Regions from separate parts of the Sus scrofa genome. Here region 1 is linked to region 2. A link is a contact called in public HiChIP or PLAC-seq data. All regions are on one chromosome and are shown on one strand. Each heading gives the region's core, a stretch centred on a gene start, on an enhancer-like site or on the middle of the called end of the contact. The rest is flanking DNA. Distances are from core to core; before and after follow the strand shown.

Region 1 (5,025 bases), core at 1,817-4,316, 500 kb before region 2:
ACTGAGCCCCAGGGGGAACGACTCAAATCACACTTTTTAACTGACGTGTATTATAAAAATGTACAAATGGGAGTTTCCGTCGTGGCGCAGTGGAAACAACTCTGACTAGTAACCATGAGGATGTGGGTTCAATCCCTGGCCTTGCTCTGTGGGTTAAGGATCCGACATTGTTGTGAGCTGTGGTATAGATTGCAGACGTGGCTCCTATCCCATACCACTGTGGCTGTGCTGTAGGCCAGCAGCGGTAGCTCTGATTTGACCCCTAGCCTGGGAACTTCCATATGCAGCAGGTGCAGCCCTAAAAAGCAAAATAAATAAATAAATAAATAAATAAAATAAAATTGTACAAAATTGTCCTGGGGTGTGAGAGGGCAGACATTGGTCTCCAAGATACAATGAAAATATATTTTATGACCACACATTTTTAAAAAATCTGTAACTTAAGGGAAAAATAGTTTTCTGGTGAAACAGCAAAAGCTTGCCATAAAGTAAAATGAGAGAGGGAGTTCTTATTATGGCTCAGTGGTAAAGAACCGGACTAGTATCCATGAGGATACAGATTCGATCCACAGTTCACAGAAACCCCAGATCCTTAACCCACTGAGCAAGGCCAGGGATCGAACCCACATCCTCATGGATACTAGTCAGGTTCATTACTGCTGAGCCACAACAGGAACTCCCTCACAATACTTTTGCTTGCATTACATTGGACATAACTTGGTCGTGTGTCCACGGCTAGCTGCAAGGTAATCTGAGGGATTTAGCCTTCATTATTTTTTTTGGCCTTGCCCACGGCCTGTGGAAGGGTGTGGTGACAATGCCAGATCCTTAACCCCCCAATGTCACAAGGGAGCTCCTAGTTTTTATTCTCAAAGAAGGCTATATGACTAGCTAAAAATCAGAGGTTCTGTTACCAAGGAAAAAAAGAATAATAGATGTTGACATAGGCAATGAGTCATCTCTGTCCAAAGTCTTATCTGGTAATAGAATATTTCATATATAATGGTGGAAAATTGGAACCAAAATGAATAACGTACATTCATACTATGGCCATATCAAAATGACTGTTATCCACAGTTCTTGAAATGGAAACATTTTAATAGCACATTGTTAAGTGGGAGAAAAATAGGTTACCAAGAATATGAGCTCTGTTCTGTAAAATTATATATAGATAATGTGTGTGTGTGTGTGTGTATATATGTGGATTCTCTAAAAGCATTTCTCTCTGGAGTGGTAGGATTACATCATATAATTTTGTTTGTTTGTTTGTTTTTTTAGGGCTGCACCCATAGCATATGGAGGTTCCCAAATTAGGGGTCAAATCTGAGCTACAGCTGCCAGCCATAGCCACAGCCACAACGCCAGATCCGAGTCTCACGTGTTACCTACACCACAGCTCAGGGCAATGCCAGATCCTTAACCCACTGAGCAAGGGCAGGGATCAAACCTGTAACTTCATGGTTACTAGTTGGATTTTTTTCCACTGTGCCACAGTGGGAACTCCTGCATCATATAATTTTAATTCACTTTGTACTATTATTTTTACTAAAAAACATGTATCAGATTTCCCTGGTGGTTCAATAGGTTAAGGATCTGGTAGTCACTGCTGTGGTTCTGGCTGCTGCTGTGGTGTGGGTTTGATCCCTGGCCTGGGAAATTCCACATGCCAAGGGTGCAGCCAAAGAAAAAATAAAAGTTAAAAAAATTTTTTTTTTTTTTTTGCTTTTTAGGGCCGAACCCATGACATATGGAGGTTCCTAGGCTAGGGGTCAAATTGCAGCTGCAGCTGCCAGCCTATGCCACAGCCACAGCATCTCAGGATCTGAGCTGTGTCTGTGACCTACACTGCAGCTCATGGCAACGCTGGATCATTAACTCACTGATCGCGGCCAGGGATCGAACCCGAATCCTTATGGATACTAGTCTGGTTCCTTACAGCTGAGCCACAATGGGAACTCCTAATTATGTATCATTTTTATAAGCAAAAAAATTCTTTTCACTTAGAAAATATGTGAGGAGTTCCCACTGTGGTGCAGTGGATTAATGATCTGGCAGGTCTCTGTAGAGGCACCGGTTTTATTCCTGGCCCAGTGCAGTGGGTTAAGGATTTGATGTTGGGAGTTCCCGACGTGGCACAGTGGAAACGAATCTGACTAGGAACCAGGAGGTTGCAGGTTCGATCCCTGGCCTCGCTCAGCGGGTTAAGGGTCCGGCGTTGCCATGAGCTGTGGTGTAGGTCACAGACACGGCTCGGATCTGGCATTGCTGTAGCTGTGGCATGGGCCGGCAGCTGTAGCTCCAGTTAGACCCCTAGCCTGGGAACCTCCATATGCTGCGGGTGCAGCCCTCAAAAGACAGAAAAAAAAAAAAAAAGGATCTGGTGTTGCTGTAGCTGTGGCAGAGGTCTTGGATTCCATCCCCAGCCGGAAGAAAGGATGGGAGGGAGGGAGGGAGGAAGAAAGAAAGAAAAAAGAAAGATGTGGGCATCTGTGTTTCTCAGTAACTTCCTGAGCGGAGTCGAGAGGTGAGCAGCAGCAAGGTGGGATTCCATCATTGTCCTGCAGGTGCACAAGTGATATTCAGTTCCTGGGGTCCTGGAACAGTGGCATCTCGGAGGCTACTGATCTCCAGACCTGAACTTAGGAGAGAGGTCTGCGCTAGTGCTACGGGAATCGGCTTGGCTTGGCGAAGATGGTCGGCGAAGCAGGTGAGGGAGGCGTGGTCCTGCAGAGGCTGTGCCGCGCGTCTTCCCGGGGCCTCCGGAGCCCCGCTCCGCCCTTCTCCAGCTTGCTCAGCGCCTGGAAACGCCGACCTACGTGGACTATCACACCAGACTCCCTGCCTTCTGGCTTTCACTTGGAATCAGCCCCTAGGAGGCCCTGGTAGGAGGTAAGAGAGTGGGAAGACAGAAGCAGGGGCATTTCTTTCTCTGGCTCCCCGCACGCGGGATTAGCCCGGGCTGACTGCTTCTCTGGAATGAAGGTTACAGCCCAGGTCAGGCCGGCTCCTTCTCCTCCAGCCCTCAGGCCTGAGCCAGGAAGTGCGCCCACTGTTGGTAGCCTAGGGGTACAGCACCGCCCCGTGCAGTTTCCCAGCACCTGGGCCACACCTTTGTCAAGGGTTCTTTTTCACACTATCCCGGCACGACCCAATCAGAGTGAGCCATCTGTTTCCTGCCAGAATCCTGGCCAACAGAGAGAGCCTGGGGGTGAGGAAAGGAAAGAACACCCGCATTTAAAGGGCAAGGAGAGGCAGAGGAAAGTGGACCCAAACGGCAGGAGAGTCCAAGGCAAGGCAAACCACGGTTTAGGAAACCAGGGGAGGGGCCAGCAACTTTATGAAGATTGCAAGGAGGTCACCTAAGGATGGGCTCTCAAAGGTGTCTGGGGAAAGTCCACCGGGAGGAGGAGCTGGGAAGAGGAAGAGAGAGAATTGGGTGGGTGGTTATGGGAGGAGGGTTCTGAGTTGGAGAAGAAGATAAGAGATGAAGGGGGCTGGAGAGAAGGGGGTGGAGCAGAGGAGAGAACCCAGGCAAAGGTCAGAAGGAGGCAGACAGGTCACAGAGTCCAGGTGCAGAGGCAAGTAGTAGCTCCAAGAATGAGTGTGTATATACAGCAGCACGACACATACCTACACAATCCAACACCTCTACCCCACACACCACACACAGATACACATATTTGCACACATACACACAGCACACCACACTGCATACACAACACTTGCCAGATCATAGAACTCCCTGGAACCCAGGCAACAGTCAGATCTTTGCTTTGTTGTGACACTTTGCCTATTCACTGACATCACGTTGAGCCCTGAGAAATGCCTGGTTCTGTCTACTCACACGTGAAAAAGGAGTTTTCAGTGTTTGCAGCATGGCACAGTAGGTGATTTGTGGATAAATCTGGAATGGTTCCATGGTCACTAGCTCTCACCCTGGGGTATAGGGCAAGGGCTATCTATACCTGGTTCTATGTGCTGACTTCCTGAGCAGCTTAACCCAAAGGGCCTCTAAGGACTAGCCTCCAGGGAGTTCCCTGGTGGTCTAATGGTTAGGACTTGGTGCTTTCACTGCCATGGCCCAGGTTCAATCCCTAGTCTGAAAACTGAGATCCTGCTTCAAGCCACTGCTTGGGAAAAAAAAAAAGGCCCACCTCACAGACCACAACCCAAATGCCTGTCCATACAATGGAATATTATAGAGTGAAAAAGAACCACATGCTACAGCATACATAAATCTTTAAAACAATGTTGAGTAAAAAGAGCAAGTTCCAGGAGTTCCCATCATGGCTCAGTGGTTAACAAACCCGACTAGTAACTATAAGGTTGTGGGTTGGATTCCTGACCTCGCTTGGTGGGTTAAGGATCTGGCGTTGCCATGAGCTGTGGTGTAGTTTGCAGATGCCGCTCGGATCCCACATTGCTGCGGCTGTGGTGTAGGTCGGTGGCTACAGCTCCGATTCGACCCCTAGCCTGGGAATCTCATATGCCGCGGGTTCAGCCCAAGAAATGGCAAAAAAAGACCAAAAAAAAAGAGAAAGAAATGTAAAAGGGGAGCTCCCAATGTGGTGAAGTGGGTTAAGAATCTGACTGCAGGAGTTCCCGTCGTGGTGCAGTGGTTAACGAATCCGACTAGGAACCAGGGGGTTGCAGGTTCAGTCCCTGCCCTTGCTCAGTGGGTTGACGATCCAGCATTGCCGTGAGCTGTGGTGTAAGTCACAGATGCAGCTTGGATCCTGCATTGCTGTGGCTGCGGTGTAGGCTGGCAGCTACAGCTCCAATTCGACCCCTAGCCTGGGAACCTCCATATGCCGAGGGAGCGGCCCAAGAAATGGCAAAAAGACAAAAAAAAAAAAAAAAAAAAGAATCTGACTGCAGCAACTCAGGTCACTGCAGAGGCACAGGTTCAGTCCCCAGCCTGGTGCAGTGGGTTAAAGGATCTGGTGTTAATGCAGCTGCAGCGTAGGTCACAGCTGCAACTTGGAGTCAATCCCCGGCCTGGGAAATTCCATATGCCTTGGATGT
Region 2 (5,098 bases), core at 2,014-4,513:
TCCATGTCGATGTTTCCTTGTGGCATAGTGGGTTAAGGACCTGGTATTGCTGCAGCTGTAGCGCAGGTTGCAGTTGTGGCATGGGTTCAATCCCTGGCCTGAGAACTTGCACATGCTGCAGGTGGGCCATAAATGAATGAATCCATGCATTGCTAATGATTTTTTAAACTTTTTTTTAGACATAAAACCTGTTCATCTTTATGCCTGTTAACATGACAAAAGTTAATCTGTTCCTAGGTTGTTCTGAAGTAGACCTTCCTATTCTGTTACTTCTGGGATTGCAAAATGAGGTGTTTAACATGTTCCCAGAGTTCTCATTGTGGCGCAGTGGAAATGAATCTGACTAGTATCCATGAGGATGTAGGTTTGATCCCTGGCCTTGCTCAGTGGGTTAAGGATCCAGCGTTGCTGTGAACTATGGTGTAGGTTGAAGACTTAGTTCAGATTCCTAGTTGCGGTGGTGTAAGCCAGCAGCTATAGCTCCGATTCAACCCCTAGCCTGGGAACCCCCTGTGCCACAGAAAAAAAGTTTCCATTTGCATTCACTTCTCTGTACAAACAAAGCACAGGAAAAACTGGGTTCTGAGGTTAATCTAATTGACTACAATTCATCAAAACATTACTTTTCCTACCTTTCTAAGTCAATATTATCTGCTAGAACTTACTTTTTACAGCAATATCATTTATAGTTATATAAAATCTCATTCCAAAAAAAGTTTGCCTAGTCTTCAAGTTTGAAAATCCCAAGTTCTCTAGCTGTGACTTTATACTAATGTACAATTCTAATCCCTGAATAAATTCATAGGGTCTTAAACTTGTCAGTCCACATAAACACTGTTTCCTGCCTTTGCCTTTATGCAGATGGCTTTTTCCTTTAGATAGCCAGCTTTCTATCCTGATCCCATTCTTCAGTTTAGCTCAAGTACAACCTCTTCTACACACAACACTTAACATGATGATTGTTGTACAACTAAATTCATTCAGTAAAAAAAAAAAAAAAAAGGAGTTCCCGTCGTGGCGCAGTGGTTAATGAATCCGACTAGGAACCATGAGGTTGCGGGTTCGGTCCCTGCCCTTGCTCACTGGGTTAACGATCCGGCGTTGCCGTGAGCTGTGGTGTAGGTTGCAGACGCGGCTTGGATCCTGCGTTGCTGTGGCTCTGGCGTAGGCCGGTGGCTACAGCTCCGATTCAACCCCTAGCCTGGGAATCTCCATATGCTGCGGGAGCGGCCCAAGAAATGGCAAAAAGACAAAAACATAACAAAACAAAACACTTAACGGAGTTCCCATTGTGGCTCAGTGGTTAACAAATCCTACTAGGAACCATGAGGTTGTGGGTTTGATCCCTGGTCTTGCTCAGTGGGTTAAGGATCTGGTGTTGCTGTGAGCTGTGGTGTAGGTTGCAGACGCAGCTTGGATCCTGCGTTGCTGTGGCTGCGGTGTAGGCTAGTGGCTATGGCTCTGATTCGACCCTTGCCTGGGAACCTCCATATGCCGCAGGAGTGGCCCTAGAAAAGGCAAAAAGACAAAAACAAAACAAAAGCAAAACACTTAACATGGTCTTGAACCCAAGCCTTGGCTGCAAAATGAGAAACTGCCCTCACTCAAGTGGTGAGGTTTAAGTGAGCTGGTGGTATGTATATGTAAAATACTTAGCAAAATGCTGGCACTTGAGTTCAAGAAATGCTGATTATCACTATTGCCTGTATTACTATCTTTATTGTTATAGTGGAAAAAACTTACTGGAAAAAAGTCTTTGGACATTCAATTCTGTTAAACAGGTAGTGACCTCAGGCAAAGAATTTGGCCCAGTGTTCGCAAAGCAGTATTCTTAATGGGGCACTACTGCCACCTAGTGGGTGCCTGGGAAATTGACTTTTCTTTTTTATTGATTTTTTTGGTTGTTTCAGCTGCGCCTCTTTAAGTTTCCGGGCCAGGGACTGAACTCGCATCACAGCTGTGACCAGAGCCACAGCAGTGACAACGCTGGATCTCTAACCCACTGAGCAACCAGGATTTTTTTGTTTTGTTTTTTTTCAGTGATGGTCACACTGCCGGGGAACATAACTGACTTTAGGGGAAGGGGATGAAGATACGATGCCTGGCACACAAAGAATTGCCCATGTCCACAGGACTGAACCAACTACAGGTAAACAATGCCAGACAGATCCTTAATGCTAGGCCACCAGGGAGCTCTTCATCTTGATTTTTTTAAAAATAATTAACATAAAAAATGGAGTTCCCGCTCTAGAGCAGTGGGTTAAAAATCCAACTGCAATGACTCAGGTCACGGTAGAAGTGCAGGTTCGGTACCCAGCCCCGTGTGGTGGGTTAAAGGATCCCACTTGTCACAGCTGCAACTCAGATTCAATCCCTGGCCTAGGAACTGTGTGCCACAGGCGTGGCCATTAAAAAGGGGAAAAAAAAAGATTTCATTTCAGAATAGTCAGAGATCATTACAAAATTTTCTTTACAAAAAGGGGGCCCAAGGGGTTATGAGGGTTGAGATCACTTTCCCTGTCTGAGCTTCTTCAGTAAATGAGATAACCCCAACATCAGAGCTGATGAGAAAAAGCACCACATGTGTGCTCAGAACATGGTAATTCAGTTTTAGTTCCCAGCCTGGTGTCTACCTTTTCTGTCCCATACCTTGCTCAAGGGATATCCCCAACACAAGCACCGTGAACTTAAGGAGTAAGGAAGCATTTTCTGATGAAAACAATCACATCCGGCTGCTAGGTGACACAGAAACCAGTCTAGATGATGCACTTATAAACTCTCCCACTCACCTTAGAATTATTCCAAATCTTTTGAGGAAAGGAATGGAGCATTCATCCAAGTTAACAGACTGCAGCTGCTGAAGGCAGTTCAACAGCTTAAATTTAAGTGACCACTCAAATATTCCCATTTAATTTAGACCATTTTCCCCCCCTCCAGCAACTAAGAAATGCTGCAGACTCCTAACTACAGCCACTGGTTTTGAAACCAGAGGAGGTAGGTGCTTTCATGAATCTCTGTCTGACCATAGAATTCTTAGGTGTTCACCATAACAGAGTCCATTTGGGGAAAAAGGAAAAATAGTTGGGAAAATAGTTGAAAATAGTTGAAAAAGTTAACTAAAAAAACCCCATCAAACATAAATGTTAAAAGTTCGGTGTGTACCAGTCCTTATGTAAAATGTAATACTCAGTAGTGCTGCTATCACGTTCCCCAAAGGGTTAAAACTGGGGTGATGTCAAGACCAGGAAACTGGAATAGCCATAGCAACGAGTCACGGGTTTGAAGGCTGCCCATGACTCAAGGTTAACAGTGAACAAGGACACTTGTTATCAACCCGTTCACATTAGCACAGCTTTGTCCTCCTTGACAATGACATTTTAAGTCACATTAAATTAAGCATCACTAAGCATCAGGATAAAGCCAGGTAGGCCTTTGCCAAGAAATATCTTGACTACTTAACAAGTGGTACCCTGCCCAGATGATGACGTGGATTTCAGTAGAACATAACATCTCAGAAGTGCATGCTTCAGATATGTAATAAGAGAAAAGCTAAAGGACACATGACTTCCATTTATTTCTAGCTGTATAAATACCTGCTCATTACAGTATGCCTAACTTTCTAGAAAACAAAAATTCAACACGTTACCTCAAGAAAGGAAGAAATAATTATTTCCCAGTATACATACAATTTACACTTTTTACCATGAGCATGTTTTAGAACTAGAGACAACTAAATCCTGTCATTAAGTGACAATGAAATGGTACCTTATGATTGGGTTATAAAAATGCAGAACAGAAAACAAAGGCTTTGGAGACAAGTATGTTCTCAGATCTTCCTCAGCTTACACCTTGATATACCAGTCATAAATTGAAAATATCTTAAGTTAAAAACACTATACTACACCTAACCTACCCAACATTAAGCTTAGCCTAGCTTACCTTAAATATGCTCAGAACACTTAGATTAACCTACAGCTGGGCAAAACTATCCAACAAAATGTTGAATATCTCATGTAATTTACTGAATACAGAGTGAAAAGCAGAATAGTTAGGTCCAGAAGAAGTATACTAGTTTACTCTTGTGATTGCATGGCTGCCTGGGAGCCATGCCTTAGCTTGTTGCCCCTGCCCAAGCACCAAGAGTTTTGTGCTGCCCGCCACTAGCCAAGGAAAAGATCAAAATTGAAAGTTTCTGGAGTTCCCATTGTGGCCGAGTGGGTTAAGGAGCTAACTACTATCCATGAGGATGCAGGTTTGATCTCTGACCTCACTCAGTGGGTTAAGGGTCCACACTGCCACAAAGTGCAGCATAGGTTGCAGATGTGGGTGGGATACTGCATTGCTGTGGCTGTGGTGTGTAGGCTGGCAGCTCCAATTCAATCCCCAACCTGGAACTTCCACATGCTGCAGGTGTGACCCTAAAAAAGAAAAAAAAAATTGGTTTCCAGAGTTGCTTTCACACCATTATTAGGTCAAAACAAACAAAAAAAACCCCACGAGTTGAATCATCCTAAGTCGGAAATTGTGTACTTGTTTAGCAGCATAAGGAGTGATATTAGGAACTTTTTTCTGCCCTCTTTTAATAGAGATACTCACCTTAAGTGAGTGATAAGCATTACAGAAGAAAAAGGCCCTGGACAATGTTTGGCAGACTGGTACTGAAAAACAAAATTTATCTTCCTAGAAGACATAGCTGGCCAGAGTAGGTGTGGTAGGGCAGATGAATTAAAAAAAAGAAAAAAAAAAATTTAAAACCTTCCTTACCTGACTACTCCAAGTCTTCCACCCAAGCTTCCAGCATCCTAAAAGAAGCTTACTTTAAAAGATTTTAAATCTATTTAAGATTTTTTAATCTAAGATTTTCAATCTGTTTTCAAATATTCAGTTCTTAGCCCTCTCCAAATTATCAGAGTTCACCTACACCTTATTTAAAGTAGGCAACTTTGGAGTTTCCACTGTGACCCATGACCCATGAGGATGTGGGTTTGATCTCTGGCCTTGCTCAGTGACTTGGCTCAGATCCCATGTGGCTGTGGCATAGGCCGACAACTGCAGCTCCGAATTAATTAGAACCCTTAGCCTGGGAACTTCCAAGAGT

Evidence for each region. HiChIP or PLAC-seq counts read pairs in DNA pulled down with a chosen protein or histone mark.
Region 1: an H3K27ac HiChIP or PLAC-seq map of alveolar macrophages shows a contact between it and region 2. The contact joins two enhancer-like sites. A contact is called at or near these places in 3 of 47 Hi-C or Micro-C datasets (embryonic fibroblasts, retroperitoneal adipose tissue and subcutaneous adipose tissue) and 1 of 2 datasets of contacts at active chromatin or transcription factors (alveolar macrophages).

What each region holds. Positions count from the first base shown.
Region 1 is chr7:32,798,357-32,803,381 of Sscrofa11.1, reverse strand. No RefSeq gene overlaps it. Among named protein-coding and RNA genes, the nearest start is that of PIM1, 13 kb to the right of the region's middle. Within about 2 kb of position 3,066, at least 31 of the 83 cell types and tissues checked have an H3K27ac peak or open chromatin away from gene starts, as enhancers often do. A contact at or near this core is called in alveolar macrophages, where this site is marked.
Region 2 is chr7:32,301,171-32,306,268 of Sscrofa11.1, reverse strand. LOC102161912 (a long non-coding RNA gene) reads left to right here. Exons shown (of 4, transcript XR_304410.3): 4 at 2,041-5,098. Among named protein-coding and RNA genes, the nearest start is that of SRSF3, 14 kb to the right of the region's middle. Within about 2 kb of position 3,263, at least 10 of the 83 cell types and tissues checked have an H3K27ac peak or open chromatin away from gene starts, as enhancers often do. A contact at or near this core is called in alveolar macrophages, where this site is marked.